2 separate regions of the Anas platyrhynchos genome follow, and region 1 is linked to region 2. The links are chromatin contacts, called in public Hi-C maps. All regions are on one chromosome and are shown on one strand. Each heading gives the region's core, a stretch centred on a gene start, on an enhancer-like site or on the middle of the called end of the contact. The rest is flanking DNA. Distances are from core to core; before and after follow the strand shown. Region 1 holds the start of MOS (MOS proto-oncogene, serine/threonine kinase). Region 2 has its middle 21 kb from the start of SDR16C5.

Evidence for each region. A called contact is a pair of places that touch in the nucleus more often than the background predicts.
Region 1: a Hi-C map of liver shows a contact between it and region 2, with 4 times the contacts expected there. The contact joins the promoter of MOS here to the enhancer-like site in region 2. A contact is called at or near these places in 5 of 8 Hi-C or Micro-C datasets (F1 follicle, liver, skeletal muscle and 2 more).

Annotation. Positions count from the first base shown.
Region 1 is chr2:40,186,618-40,194,201 of IASCAAS_PekinDuck_T2T, forward strand. It overlaps MOS (MOS proto-oncogene, serine/threonine kinase), which reads left to right and starts at 2,483. Exons shown (of 1, transcript XM_005012118.6): 1 at 2,483-4,938. The coding sequence starts at 3,267. The coding sequence ends at 4,316.
Region 2 is chr2:40,068,115-40,075,472 of IASCAAS_PekinDuck_T2T, forward strand. No RefSeq gene overlaps it. Among named protein-coding and RNA genes, the nearest start is that of SDR16C5, 21 kb to the right of the region's middle. Within about 2 kb of position 3,632, at least 2 of the 8 cell types and tissues checked have an H3K27ac peak or open chromatin away from gene starts, as enhancers often do.

The sequences.
Region 1 (7,584 bases), core at 1,233-3,732, 120 kb after region 2:
GTAAGTGGAAAAAAGAAAAAAGAAAACTTTGATTTAGAACCGGTAAAGAAAACTCTCAGAAGTCACTGAGACACAGGCTAAGGAACCATGTCGCTTTCAGAGTAAGACTAATTTATAAAGTACTTAGGAGGTAAATTTGTCTCCCTTAGCATGATCAGAAAGTAATTTAGTAGAAACACTGTGCTAGCTTTATGCTGTAAAGCAGTTCTTAGCATCCCCTGAATGCCAAGACCTTGACGTGTTTGGTGCATTGTACCCCAAACAAATGCACGAATAAATAAAGCAGTGATCATGGAGAGGAACATGGTTATATTCTCTTAAAATCTCTGAAATCAGTGCCGACCCCCGGTCCTTTTCATGGTTTAGAAAAACAGGTGGCTGTTGAGAAGCACAACAGCGATGCACCTTGATCAAAATCAAGCTCTGCTCTGCGAGAAGGGACGCGGGTATTTGGTCCGTATCTGTTGTGGTGTGTCGCATCCGTACCCGTGCGTTAGACTGGGAGGCCCTCGGTGTCTGCCTCCTGCTTTGCAGATCCCCAAAGAGCAGTAGCAACTGACAGTGCTGGCAAACAAAGAGTTCTTGATATATAGCTGAAACGCAAGCGGGTGGGCTCTCAGCTCGAGGCATGGATGAGGCTGGGCAGCTGTTGCGGCATCGGACGCCCAGCTGTGTTTTATTGGAGAATAAAACACATGAGCCTGGCACGTAGCGGTCGCTGCCATGGGTTATTGCTGCTGTCACATCGCAGCCCTCAGGACGCAGGCTGTGTGTTTTGGTGTTACTTTTGTAACTCCAAAAGACACAAAGATTGTGTCTTATGGGAAGCAACAGGGCTGTGTCATCAGTGGGAACACAGGAAAAGACATTTTATTAAGAATAAAAGCGTGGTTGATTTTAAATCTGTTTTAACTGCATTCACAATGGAAGAGATTGGATGCTCCCCTCAGCAGCCAGCTTGGGACAAGGCAGTTGGTTACAGTAAGTCTGTTTTGACCCCAAAATGCCTCTCTTCCTGCTCAGAAATTCAGTGGGTTCCCAAAGAACAATACAACAACCTTGCCACGAGAGGGGAGAAATAGAAAAGTTTCAGCAGAAAAGGAAAACAGGAAAATCACTAAAAAAATCACTAAAAAAGGACATGGAGTTTGAAAAAAAAAAAATATATATATATATATATATATATATATATATATATATATGAAAGATCTGCCCTATTATTCCAAATGAGAATTCAAGCAATGAAATTTGGGAGCAGTCCTAATGCCAACCCTCAGTTTTATGAACATATTTTTGTTACCATTTTCTGCAACAATCAAAATCTCATATAATTATTCTTCTATAATTGCCTGCTTAACAGGTCCACTCACAGACCCTTTGTCCACACCTCCTTCTCCCAGTGCCTCTCCCTCAACCAACTTCCCCCTTAAGCTTCTCTGCAACCTCAGTCTACTGAAAAGAGATCGTGACAAGTTCACTTTTCCCATGATAAGTCTGAAGTTCATGGAGCAATAGCAAAGATTGTCTCTCTGCTGTTTTTATATACTATACGGCACAACAGTCTGCGCCAGAATTAGAGCTTTAATGGCTTGGAAAATAAGCCTAAAAATCCTTCCTCTCACCAGCGTAGACGGATCTGCTCATTGCAGCTTTTTGTTGCAATCACAACTCACCTGCACAGAATACATTTCCTGTGTGGATTCTAAGTGAAGACTTTTTCATGCAAACATAAAATCACTGTGCTGCTCAGGAAAGGAGCGTAAAATTCCTGTTGTCTACCTTGCTTACGTCATGGCATGCTTAAAACAACACTAAAGCTCCTTGGGTCTTTGCCCCAAGGTGTCCCTGCACAACTGATGTGCCATCAACGTCACTGGAGCAGTGCCCCAGTCCACCTCTCGCATCCCTAGCGCTGTTCTCTAACTCAGTAACAGCCCTTACCATGCATTAGCACCTATTTATCTAAATCTTCCCCAGCCAATCAGTTTCCCATTGCTAGGCGATAACCCAAGTTTCCCATTTTTATTCATCTCTTGTCCAAGCTGGCTTCCCTGTGAACTGAGATAACAAATTCAAGTACCAGGGAAGATCTTGTCCCTCATTCACTACAGGGTGATGCCTTTGACACCTGGCTGAGCTGATCCAGAGTTCAAGCAGGGTCAGCCCTGTTTGGGACATTACTTCTGCTTGTTTAGGTAAAGAGCTAAACCCTTCTTACGGTGGAGGAGACCCCAGATCTCCTTGCACATTTCTGAGCACCCCTGGAACCTCCTCCCTCAGAGCACCTGTGCTGCATCATACCCAAGGGAGCAAACCAAAAGGAACAAAACACCTGGAAAATGCCACAGGAGCTGTCTGCAGAGCCAGTGAAGCCCAGATTTAAACTCTGGGGAAAGAGGCATGACATATCTTTGAAATCTCATAATAGGGTCTGTATTGGCAAAGCTGACATCCAAGATGACAGTTTTGAAGGGCAAGGAGATCCAAAATAGGGACCTATTTTTCCAAGATACTTGTCTGCAAGTGCAGAAAGACACTTGCTGGGATATTCAAGAGCTTTCGGCTGTAAAAGTCCCATGAGGATGCTGTGGTGCTGGGGCAGTACAGCAGGCACCAAACACTAAGGCAATTAGTGTAAGTACACATAAGCAGCCAAACCAGTCCCCTTGCTCCAGTCATGTTTAAGTAACAGGTCTCTTTAAGTGCACTTTTAAATTTAGTTGTGGCTGTGCAGGCTAATCAAATGCTAGCACTCACATTCTCAGCTGCTTCCTCTGAACATGACTGTGAGCTGTTTAATGGAGCCAGGTGATCTTTAAGGTCCCTTCCAACCCAAACCATTCAGGGATGCTGTGATAACGCAACCTGACGATGATTGTTTTTGCCTGGAGCCCAGGGGAAACGCATTCACCACTCAGTGGTTTACTTACAGCCAGGGCATTTCGCTACAGGCATTCAATGGACAGAACATCCTTCTTTTCTCTTGAGATTAGAAATTATGCGAAATACACGTGAGTTAATATATTTTAGTTTAAAATCCATATGTCGTGACTTTCTAGAGATTAACTTCAGGGTCAGAGAAGAATGTTTTCAGGTGAGCCTGATTGGGGTTCAGCTAGCTGTGACAGATGCAGTTCATCTGGGGGTGGGAGGGGGAATTGTGGAGAGGATAAAAGAGGCTTTGGAAGGCAGTGCAGGGTTCTTTCTCTCAGGGAAGCTTTCCAGTCTTTGTCCAAGTAATCTCCTGCAGTGCTCTGCACCGTATTATGCCCTCACCTATTCCTTTTAATCACTTTCTTCCTTTGGAGCTCTCCCCATCTGCGGACTTGAGGCCCTGCAGCAGCCCCCTAGTTATCCCCGGCAAAGAGGGGAAGGCCTTTTTGGGAGGAACCCCCTCGCCAAGGGTCCGCCGCCTGCCTCCGCGCCTGGCCTGGTGCTCCATCGACTGGGACCAGCTCTGCCTCCTGCAGCCCCTGGGCTCTGGGGGCTTTGGGTCTGTCTACAAAGCCACCTACCATGGTGCGACCGTGGCTGTGAAGCAGGTGAAGAAGAGCAGCAAAAACCGGCTGGCATCACGGCAGAGCTTTTGGGCTGAGCTGAACGTCGCCTGGCTGCAGCACGAGAATGTGGTGCGCGTGGTGGCCGCCAGCACGTGTGCCCCTGCCAGCCAGAACAGCCTGGGCACCATCATCATGGAGTATGTGGGCAACATCACCCTGCACCACGTTATTTACGGCACTGGCAAGGCGTGGAGGCAGGGGGAGGATGAGGAAGGAGGGTGTGGCAGGAAGGCTCTGAGCATGGAGGAGGCCGTGGGCTATGCCTGCGACATCGCCACGGGCCTGGCCTTCCTCCACGCGCAGGGCATCGTGCACTTAGACCTGAAGCCTGCTAATGTCTTCATCACGGAGCAAGGGGTGTGCAAGATCGGAGACTTTGGCTGCTCCCAGAAACTGGAGGACGGCTTGTCCCACAGCCCCCACGTTTCCCAGCACGGGGGCACCTACACGCACCGTGCCCCCGAGCTCCTCAAGGGCGAGAGGGTGACGGCCAAGGCGGACATCTACTCCTTTGCCATCACCCTCTGGCAGATGGTCATGCGGGAGCAGCCCTACCTGGGCGAGCGGCAGCACGTGCTCTATGCCGTGGTGGCCTACAACCTGCGCCCTTCCCTGGCTGCTGCTGTTTTCCACGAGTTGCCCACGGGCCAAAGGCTGAGGAGCATTATTAGCTGCTGCTGGAAGGCCAACGTGGAGCAGCGCCTCAGTGCTGCCCAGCTGCTGCCCAGCCTCAGGGCCCTTAAGGGGAGCCTCTAGGAAAAAACTGAAGATGACTCCTTTTTTTTTTTTTTATTCGCATCTTGTCTTTCCACCCACCTTCCCTGCAAGTGTGATGGGTTTAGCCCCTCTGTGATCCAAAGACTTTGTTGCTCTTTTTATATTTAAAAAAAAAGTCAGTTTGTTATAAGAAGATTACAAATAAAGACATTTAACTAGACTTTGGGGCTTTTTAAACCATGGAGGGGAATAGAGAGGCAAGGATCGAGATATTGGTGAATATGACTCTTTCCGGTTGATCTCCGGTGCACTGCCTCATTTAGGGGGAAAAAATGGGGAATGGGACAAGCAAAAGAAATAGTTGTTTTGAAATAATAATAATTAAAAAAAAAAAAGACTGCTTTTGGGAGGTTTTGTACCTAATGTTTTTTGGTGTTTCCAAATATGAAATACGAATTGTTCTTTAGACTAATTCAGTTTTTGTATTTAAACTTTTCTTCATAAATGAATGCAGAGTGTCAGTGTGTGTGTGTGTTTTTTTTTTCCTGTTCTTAGAAGTAGTTTTGTTGTTTTTGAATTGGAACATGTAACCTACCTGATCTCCCTGTTGACACAAGAGACCTTCTTGTCATTCTAAGACTCCTGAGCATAAGTTGATAGACACATTAACAACCTGTGCTTTTATAAACTCTCCATGCTACCAGGTGTTTGTTGCGACTTGCTAGTTGGTATTTTGTAAACTGCAGTATCTGAAGTATTACAAGAACATCTTGTGTGGAACAGAAAAATCTTAGATCTTGGAGGTAAAATGGGAATTAAAAATATATACGTATGAGTTGTAAGGGAGATACATAGATACAAAAAAAAAAAAAACGGATGAGGGGAAAAATTATGCTCCCTTCTTAATGGGTCAGTACCAGGTAAGATACTGAAAGCAGTGAAAATGAAGACTTTTTAAAGCAGTGATAATGATACTTTGCCAGTGCTTGAAGTGTACATCATTGAACAATTCTCTGCTCGTGACTGCACTGTTTGTCTTATCTACTGTCTTTCCTAATCTGGTTGTAACATGTCTGGGAGAGGAAGTGCTCTAGGCAATGCTAGAGACAGAGAGCTCTGATCCTTAATTTATCAAAACCAATAATTATAGATCTGTCTAGATCTCAGCCCTTGTCTGGAACTATGAAGACCTGACTGCTGTAGCTAATGTTGTCATTCTGCTCAAAAACTCTACTGCTTTTTAAGACAGAGCAAGAGTGATATTTCGGTCAAATGGTTTTTCTTCTTTCCCCTTCCTCCCCCTTGCTTCCATTCTGGAAAAAAATCCCAAAGGAATTGAGCCAGTTTCCTGGTTTCTGACACACATCTGTTCTCAGCCCCGTGAAATCCTGGAAATGAGCAACTATGTGAATTTGAGATGATTCTGTAGGTCTTTATGGTATTTGGGTTGTTCATTCATTGAAATTAATGTTTTATAAAGCATATCTAAGCTTAACTGTTTCTTGCTCTTCTGTCCCTCTTTAGTGGAACTATAAAATGCCTGCTTGAATTGAGGGAAAAAAAAATAATAAGGTAAATGTTGGAATAACCTTCCTTTGTATTTTCTTTGTCAAAATGATTATGCTATAAAACCAGAACTTGTTTTTCATGTTGCATAGCTTTTTTTAATAAGCAGTAAATCTTATAAAAGTTATAATAAGCCAGTTACCTTTTAAAATGATTAGCTGAGGGCACATAAGATAAACTGTCAGATAAAGCCATTGGCACGCCTCATGTTAATATCAGACCTTAGAGGTTTTTTTCCGGTCTTCAAAAGAATACCATTAAATAAAATAAAAAAAAAAAAAAAAAGTTTTTCGTAGTTCCTAGATGCTCACAAGTGTTGTGTTTATTTTGCAAGTCTAGATAACATATTGATTAAGCTGATAGAAACTCGGTGTTTTGTGCTTATTGATACCACTGAGTCTGTGAAAAACCCAGTGCCCTTCAAATTGTCTCTTATTCTTGATAGAAAAGTACTGGATGGCCAAGACCCACTCTTGAAGCATAATCAGCAGTGCAGATGTCTCTGTCAATTTTACTGGATTCTTTTTCAAGCTGGAGTAACAACTCTGCAAGGTACTCAAGGTGTAGGAACATCAGAAGCTCCTGTCATAACAATGTTCTCTCTTTTTTTTTTTTTTTTTTGTTTTTAATAGGCTTCACTCAGAAGGAATGTAGAGTCACTGTCAAAACATACAGAGATGGGCTTAGAGAAGCCAAAGCCCATCTCAGCTGAATCTGGTGAGAGATGTGAAGAGCAACAGGAAAGTTTTACAGGAATATCAGCAGCAAAAGGAAGACCAGGCCAAATCTGGGCCCACTGATGAGTTGGGTAAGAGAGCTGGTGACAAAATCTGTGGAGAAGACCAAGGTCTATTGATTCTTCAATTCAGTCTTTAATGGTGAAATTTACATTCAGGAATCTTGGGCCCATTGAGACCAATGGGAAGTTTGGAGCGAGGGTAACTTACCCTTGGTAGAGGAAAGAAGATGTTAGGGAACACCCATACAAACAGGACACACACAACAAGTTCATGGGACCTGGTGGAGTGCACCCACAAACTCTGGGGGACCTGGCCAATGTCACTGTGAGGTCATGGTAATATCTGAAAGTTGTGGCTAGTGAGGGGAGCTTCTGAGGAGTGGCAGAAGACAAATGTCTCTGCTATCTGCAAGATCATCAGAAAGGAGGATCTGGGAAACTCTAAGGCAGTCAACCTCACCTCAGCCCCTTGGGAAATGGTGGAATGAATAACCCTGGAAATGATTCCAAATGCATGAAGGACAAGAAGGTAATTGGGTGTAGTCAGCATGGATTTATGAAGGGGATATCATGCTCAGCCAATCTGGTAGGCTTCTCTGTTGACATTATGGGCTTGTTAAATGAGGGGAGAGCAGTAGTTGTTGCTTATCTTGACTTCAGAGAGACTGTTGGCACTGTTTCCCATTACATCCTCGGGTAAAATGATGTCCAGCTGGGGGCCAGTCATCAGTGGTGCACCCCAGGCATCAACTATTGGGGCTGGTACAGTTGATTATCTCTGTTAACGACCTGGATGATGGGACAGAGGGCACCATCAGCAAGTTTGCAGGTGATACTGGTGATACGCCAGGTTGCTGTGCGGTTATTCAGTGGGACCTTGCCAGGCTGGAGAAATCCGCTGATGGCAATCCTTGCCAGGACCTGCAAAGCCTGGCAAGTGAGGCAGGAGAACCCCAAGCACCCGCAGTGGGGGCCAGGAGACTGGAAATCAGGTCTGTAGGA
Region 2 (7,358 bases), core at 2,382-4,881:
GTGCACTTTAAGCTGGCATTTACTTTCTCGATGCCATTTACATATTGTTCAAAGAAGCAGGTGTCAAGGTTGCATCAGGACCAGCTTACAGCACGGGAACTAGGCTCTAAGTGCCTTTCTGCTCTGCTTTGCAAGAGTTCTTTATGCCTCTCATTAGCATGGCATTAGAGAGTCATCCAAAATACATTAAAAAGCAGGACTTCTTGCTTGTTGCACATGCTGATTGTTCTCTCATCTTCATCCCAAGGGAAGATGCTTTGGCAGTGAAGTGTCATCTTTTGGTAGAGATGGCTTGATTATAAATATTTATGTTGTCCTGGTGTTTTTTGCTAGCAAAGTCAAATAAACATGTCTTGTTCTTTGCATGGAAGGTCCGATTTGTGACTGTCCTTATATCCCAGGATATTTATTTCACAATCCCAGAGTGGTCTCCAAGAACATTCTGTCTCCTGGACAGACAACTTTTATGACAGCATTTACCCCTACTGAGGTGGAGATTGGGAGCAAAGGGAATGGTCTACAAAGACAGATGAGTGCAGTTGTCAACACGAAGCTCTAGATGCTTTTTGGCCATTGTGGGAAACCCTGCTGTGATGAGAAGGACCAAATCTTGCCTTTTATTTCTTTGCTGGAAGAGATTGTAGACAGCTGAGGACAGGTCTGATACTCTCAAAATAAACAGCATGGCTGAGGGCTTTTTATTCTAGGTGAATTGTTCTAAGTGCTGAAAAGCCTGGTGACCAAATACATCAGACTCTTGTAGTCCAGCCAGGAAGCAAGTGAAGCATGAATAACTGAGTAACGTGTCACTGTCTGCCAGCATGAGATGGGGTCTTCTAGCCAATCAAAGCTCATACAAAGCATTACTCATGGGTAATGCTATGTCCGAACTTAGCACAATCAAGGAATGCACAATCAAGGAATGCAAAAGGACTTCTAAATTATAGATTCAGTTGATCAATTACAGATGTGGATTGACTAACTCCAAAGTAGACTGCATTTTACACTCTTCAGAAAGCCTTTCCTCACTTCATGATTCTTGCAGGGGTTCTGTTTCACACAGCTGTTTTTCATCCTTGGACTAACCTTGTCCAAGCACAGAGCCAACAGGACAGAAACAGCAGCATTGTCGTATGGATTAACTAATAGATAGAGCAGTGCATCATCCACCTTTTTCTAGTACTTGAGTCTATACCACCAGGTTGGTTTAGGCTGATGATAAAAAACATCAGAGAGAGATTGTTCTTGAACTCCACGTGTGAGCAGTCCGATAGTATCTAGCAATTATTCATCATCACCACAAGCCTGCAGAATGGACTCAGAGCAGCTTAGTACATTCTCCAGCTTCCTTCCCACCTCTTTCAGAGGAAATAAACAACATATTTTCATGGTTGACCATCGCAAGTGCTGTGAGCAGATGTGGGAGAGTTCTAGTTCTCTCTATGTACTCATTTCCATTAATGGTAGTGGCATTTAACCATTCAAGATAAATGGCTCTGTAGGTCAATGGCCAGGCCTGAGGTCAAGTAATTTCTTCTGCAGAGTAGGTGCTTGCTTGCTGGAACACACAGGGGGCTGCTCTGCATTCCACACCTGAGCTCTGTAATGTCTGCCATTTCATTTTCTACAGTTAATTCATCATAATAAAGACTGAAGATTTAATGACTCAACCACAATGAGCCTGTGAGGATTTATTTTTCTAATTCTTTTGCAGTCATGAGAGTCCTCTACTTTCTTATTCACATTACAGAACAAGCTACTGCTCAGTCAAAACAGATATTCTGTAGCATTGCTTTATATTTTGCATATCTTCATTGCAATGGAATAGGAAAAAAAGTAATAACATCTCTTTACCAGTGAGTAATTGCCTCTGTGTAACTACTCAGGATTTTTTTAATGAGAAAATATAACTCACAACAACAATATTTCCTGACAGAGGAAACTGTGAATGGCAGATATCCAATGTATATGTTGTTGCAATTCTATCACAGGATTATTAAAGAAAACAAAGCAAAACAATTATATATGTCAGAAAAAAAATTTCTGCATGTTTCCAGGAGTTCATTTCCATTCATATCATTTAATACATCTCTATATACAATAAGCATAGACAATATCTGTTTCCTGTAAATGACTGACAACAGCAATACAGAATAAAGATAGAAATTCTTATACTTTAAGAAAACTACTACATTCCCTCACAGAACCTCACAGATCTGTTGTTTTTCTTTGATAGAATCAAGAATCATATGGTCAAGAAAAAAAGAAAAAAAAAAGTTAACATAGTCCATCTAGATTCAAAGAAGACATTTGAAACAATTAAATAAAGTATACTGACAAGGACTAAGTGTCATTAGCAATTATTTAAAAAAATAGGAGACATAGGAATAAACTCTATCTGTCACAGACAACCAGGAGCATCTCTAGGACCTGTGCTTACATCCAAGGTGTTCATCTGTCTAAAATGACCACAAGGGGGTGACTCAGAAGGTGACATGGTTTGCTGCCGATGCTTCCATCCGAGTAAGAATGAGGGCTGAAAATGAACCACAGAAGAGCCTCGGGAGGCTGAGTGACTAAGCACTAAAAGAGCAGAGGAAATCACATTTATGTAAACAAGTGTAAAATGATACATAAAAAAACAATCCTAACTTTGCATACAATTTTAATGATAGCCCCAAATTGGCTATTACTACTAGGGAATGAGGTTTTAGAGATATAATAGGTAGTTACATGAAAATATCAACTCAGTGCTGAACAATGATCAAAAAATGAAAAGAAATGCCATGAATTATGAGGAAATTAATACTGAACAAGTGTGGTGGTTTTACCAAAAAAATGTCACTATGCCACTGTGCAAAATCAATATGTATGTTATGAATAGCAAGAGCATGACTGAAAGGGTACAGCAGGAGTGAAAAGGTACAGAGTAACCTAGCAAGGACGACTTTACCTCACAGTGGCCCTTCTAAAAAGAAGTAGAATAGTTTAGGATGACAAAACCTGGTGATGAGACAGTTGGGAAAAGGGTAAGAGATAGAGAAATCAAGGGTGGCATGGAGAGGGTAAATAGAGAATCTCTGCTTTTTCACCAAATAGAGCATCTGGGAGGCATCAAAGGGTACTAGAAACAAAATGCACTGTAGATAAAAACGTGTATCATTACACTTTGGTTTTAATCAGAAGGACATCTGCAAGCTCTTTAATCTGAGACACTAAATGAGCAGTTTTTACGGTACTTGAATCTATTAACAATACTTCGATGTTTGCCACTGACCAAATCTTCTTTATGTATAGTGAGTAACCTGAGAAACCAGATTCTCTTACTTCACACACACAACTCTGGACATTTTTGTATTGCAAAAAGCATACTAATAAAAAATGTGTCTAGTACCTAAGGTCTATAAACTTAAAGTACCTTTTCCTCAATAACAGGGTGACCTCAAGGAACCACCCAAGGCCTGTACTGTCCTCAAAACCACAGCCACACTTGGGAGAACACTGACTGGTAAAGACAAAAACCACATCAGGCATGACACCAATAATTCCACAGATGACTACGGGAAAGCATTCAGGCTCTGACATTGTTTTCTTTACAAGTACAGATGCAGGCACTGATAGAAGAAGAGGAAAACCAAGGGTATGATGCATCTTTGCACAGTGCCAGGAGAGCAAGAGAAGGCTGTGGTGACTGACCACTTCCTTCTTGTGACTCATGGGCTACTTGCTGTAGAACCATTTAATAAACTCAAAGAACAAAAGAGTTTTCTAATCTTGTTTATGGAGCATGTATCAGCAAGTAGCCTGGGATGAAGATTGTAGGGGCTTCATAGACATTTCTTATTTAAATTTGTGCCCCTATAGGTATCTACCAACAGCCAAAATGATAGCAGTTATTTTTTGCACCCATTGTGCAGTCCAGAGTTGTGTGAATTATGTCACTGTATTTGGAATAATTCCTAAAGCACATGAAAAATACTCATGGCCTGTACTAAGTGAAGCCAAACTTTGCCAACTTTCATTTCATGCAGGCAGAATTTTCTTTTTCACAGGACTTATCACAAACTCATAGGGATGTTGGCCAGAAGGTATCTTTTCAATACCTTTACAAGGGGGCTTGTAAAAAAGATGGAGAGCAACTTTTTGCTCATTCAGATAATGACACGATGAAGGAGAATGGATTTAAACTAAAAGAGGGGAGATTTAGATTAGATATAAGGAATAAATTATTGACTCAGAGGGTGGGGGAGGCACTAGAACAACTTGTCCAGAGAAGCTGTGGAAACCCCACCCCTGGAGGTGTTCAAGACCAGGCTGGATAAGGCCTCAGGCAACCTGATCTAGTGGGTGGCATCCCTGCCCACGGCAGGGGGGTTGGAACTAGATGGTCTTTAAGGTCCTTTCCAACCCAAACCATTTTATGATGATTCTATGATCTCTGGAGGTCTGTAACGCAACTTCCTGCTCAAATTGGAGCTCTGTTCAGCACTACATGGTCAGCCAGGATTTTGGCTATCTGAGCTTTGAAAATCAAGAGGTAACACAACCTTCCTGGACTCAATCTCCAGTGCTGCATTATCAAGCCTAATAAAGAAGTTTATCCTAATGTGCATCCTGAACATCCCAGGCCACAATCCATGGTTACTTCACCTTGTTAGTAGACGATTAGATGAGGACAACAATTTCCAACAACGTGCTGTCCACGTTCCTCCTATTGTAGCCCACTATGCAGTTTGCCATACTGACAGCCAGAACACAGTCTTGGCTCATATTTGACTCCTATCTGTCCACTCCAATAAACCAGGTGTTGTCCATCAGGGCTGCTGCTCAGCCTGTAAGTAAGAATCTATCTGATGATACAGAGGCATATCTTTGAGTCCATAAAATGGACAAGTTATTTTTTCCACCATAAAATCAAACACTGAATGGAATTAAGACTTTTTGTGACATAGTTAATGACAAAGTTCAGATGGAAGGAATGTGAATTAACAGATGGGTCAGCAACTATGATTTCATTTAGATAAGACATACAGTAACCCAGTCTGGGACAACTAATTGCAGACCTCATCTGTCCTTGCATTTAACCGACTGCACAGAAAATGGCTCAGAATAAGAAGCACAATTCTGTTTTCTTAACATTTACTGTGCAAAACTGTGGCTTTCTGAAAATAAGGTTCCTAACAATTCAAATATATTAATCTTCTCTACTATCATCTTTTTCGTCTTTTTAAATAGAAAATGGATTTACCCCATAAAATGTGTGAGTGAGGTGTTCACTAGTGTTCAAGCATTGTAAAAAATTGCCAGTCTGATGACAAGATAACGGTTGTTCACTGTCACTAGTCTGTTCTTTACCTGATTCAGAATGAGAATAGCCTGGTAATTACAGGCCTGTCAGTCTCACTTCTGTGCCTGGTAAAATTATGGAGAAAATTATTCCCGGAGTTATTGAAAAACACCTGAAGGACATAGCAGTCATTGGCCACAGGTCCATGAGGGGATAGTCCTGCTTAAGAAACTTAATTTCCTTTTATGACAAGGTCCCCCATCTAGGTGATCAACGAAAGCCAGTTGATGTAATCTTTTTGGATTTCAGTAAATCTTTCAAAACAGTTTTGCACACTATACTTCTGGACAAAATGTTCAGCATTCAACCTAGATAAATGCATAATACTATGGGTGAACAATTGGCTGACACATTGGGCTCAAAGGTTTCTAGTAAATGGGATTACATCAGGCTGGCGGCCAGTCACTACAGGCCTTTATTTTAGGGCCAGTGCTTTTTAATGTTTTCATAAATGACTTGGATGCAGGACTTGAAGGTATACCGAGAAGGTTTGCAGATGACGCTAAACTGGGAGGAGCTGCTGACTCTGTAGAGAGGCCTTTCAGAGAGATACAAATTATTGAGCTGAACAATCACCAACTGCATGAAATTTAACAACAGCAAGTGCTGGATTCTGCACCTGGGATGAGGCAACCTTGGATATATGTACAGGCTGGGGATAAGAAGCTGGAGAACAGCCCCGTAGAAAAGGATCTGGGGGTTTTGGTTGATGGCAAGTAGACTAAGAGCCAGCACCATGCCCTGGCAGCCAAAAGGGCAAACTGTACCCTGGGGTGCATCAGACACAGTATTGCTAGTCAGTTAAGGGAAGGGATTGCCCTGCTCTGCTCTGCACTGGTGCAGCCTCACCTTGAGCACTGCATGCAGTTTGGGGCACCACAGCATAAAAAGGCCATAAAACTATTAGAGAGTGTCCAAAGGAGGGCTATGGAAATGGTGAAGGGTCTGGAGGGGAAGAGATATGAGGAGCGGCTGAGGTCCCTGGGTTTGTTCAGCCCACAGCAGAGCAGCCTGAGGGGAGGTCTCCTGGTGGCCTGCAGCTCCCTCACAGGGGAGTGGAGGGACAGGCGCTGAGCTCTGCTCCCTGGGGACAGCAACAGGACCCGAGGGAACGACATGGAGCTGGGACAGGGGGGACTCCGACTGGGTGTTAGGGAAAGGGTCTGCACCCAGAGGGTGGTTGGGTGCTGGGACAGGCTCCCCAGGGCAGTGGTCATGGCACCAAGCCTGTGGACAATGCTCTCAGACACATGGTCTGCTTTTTGGGTGGTCCTTTGTGAAACCAAGGGTTGGACTTGATGATCCTTGTGGGTCCCTTCCAACCTGGGGTATTCTGTGATGCTATGATTCTATGAAAAGCTTTTGAATGAGACTGTGAGTATATTTGGTTAATGCTTTATAAGGCTGTGATACATAATCTCTTTAATAGTTGGTTTCAGTAAATACCAAGTAGAATATACATTGAAAGTTAGATTTGCTCTTGCAGACCAGTCAAAGACTAGTATACTAGAAAAAATTAAATCTACAATCCATTCCCTGGAAACTTTTCTGAAGAAAAAAAAATATACACAGAAGATCAGCAACATACTGAGGCCAGCAAAAAAATTGAATACATCCCTATAATTTTGAAGCCAAGTTTACTGACTATAAATCTACTGTGAAAAGCCTGGAAAACTATACAGCAGACTTTCAGCCTTGACAGCACGTTTCCCCCTTTCTGATGTTTCAGTATCAGCAAGCACAGGGCACTGCTCAAATGCTCTGAGTGACAGATCATGCCTCTCCCCTTTCATTTGTAAATACTGCATGTGTTTCACTCAGACTTCTCCCCATTAGTGTAGCCATATCTATCCCATGCTTAATTGTATTTTTTAATTGTAAAATAAGCTCTTGAGCTCTGTATTCTCCATTTCTATTCACTTGTAAAACAATCAGAAATAGAAATCATGACAACTGAGGCCAAAACCATCCCAGGTTTTGCTGGATAACCAGGCAGGCTCTTGCCCTGTCG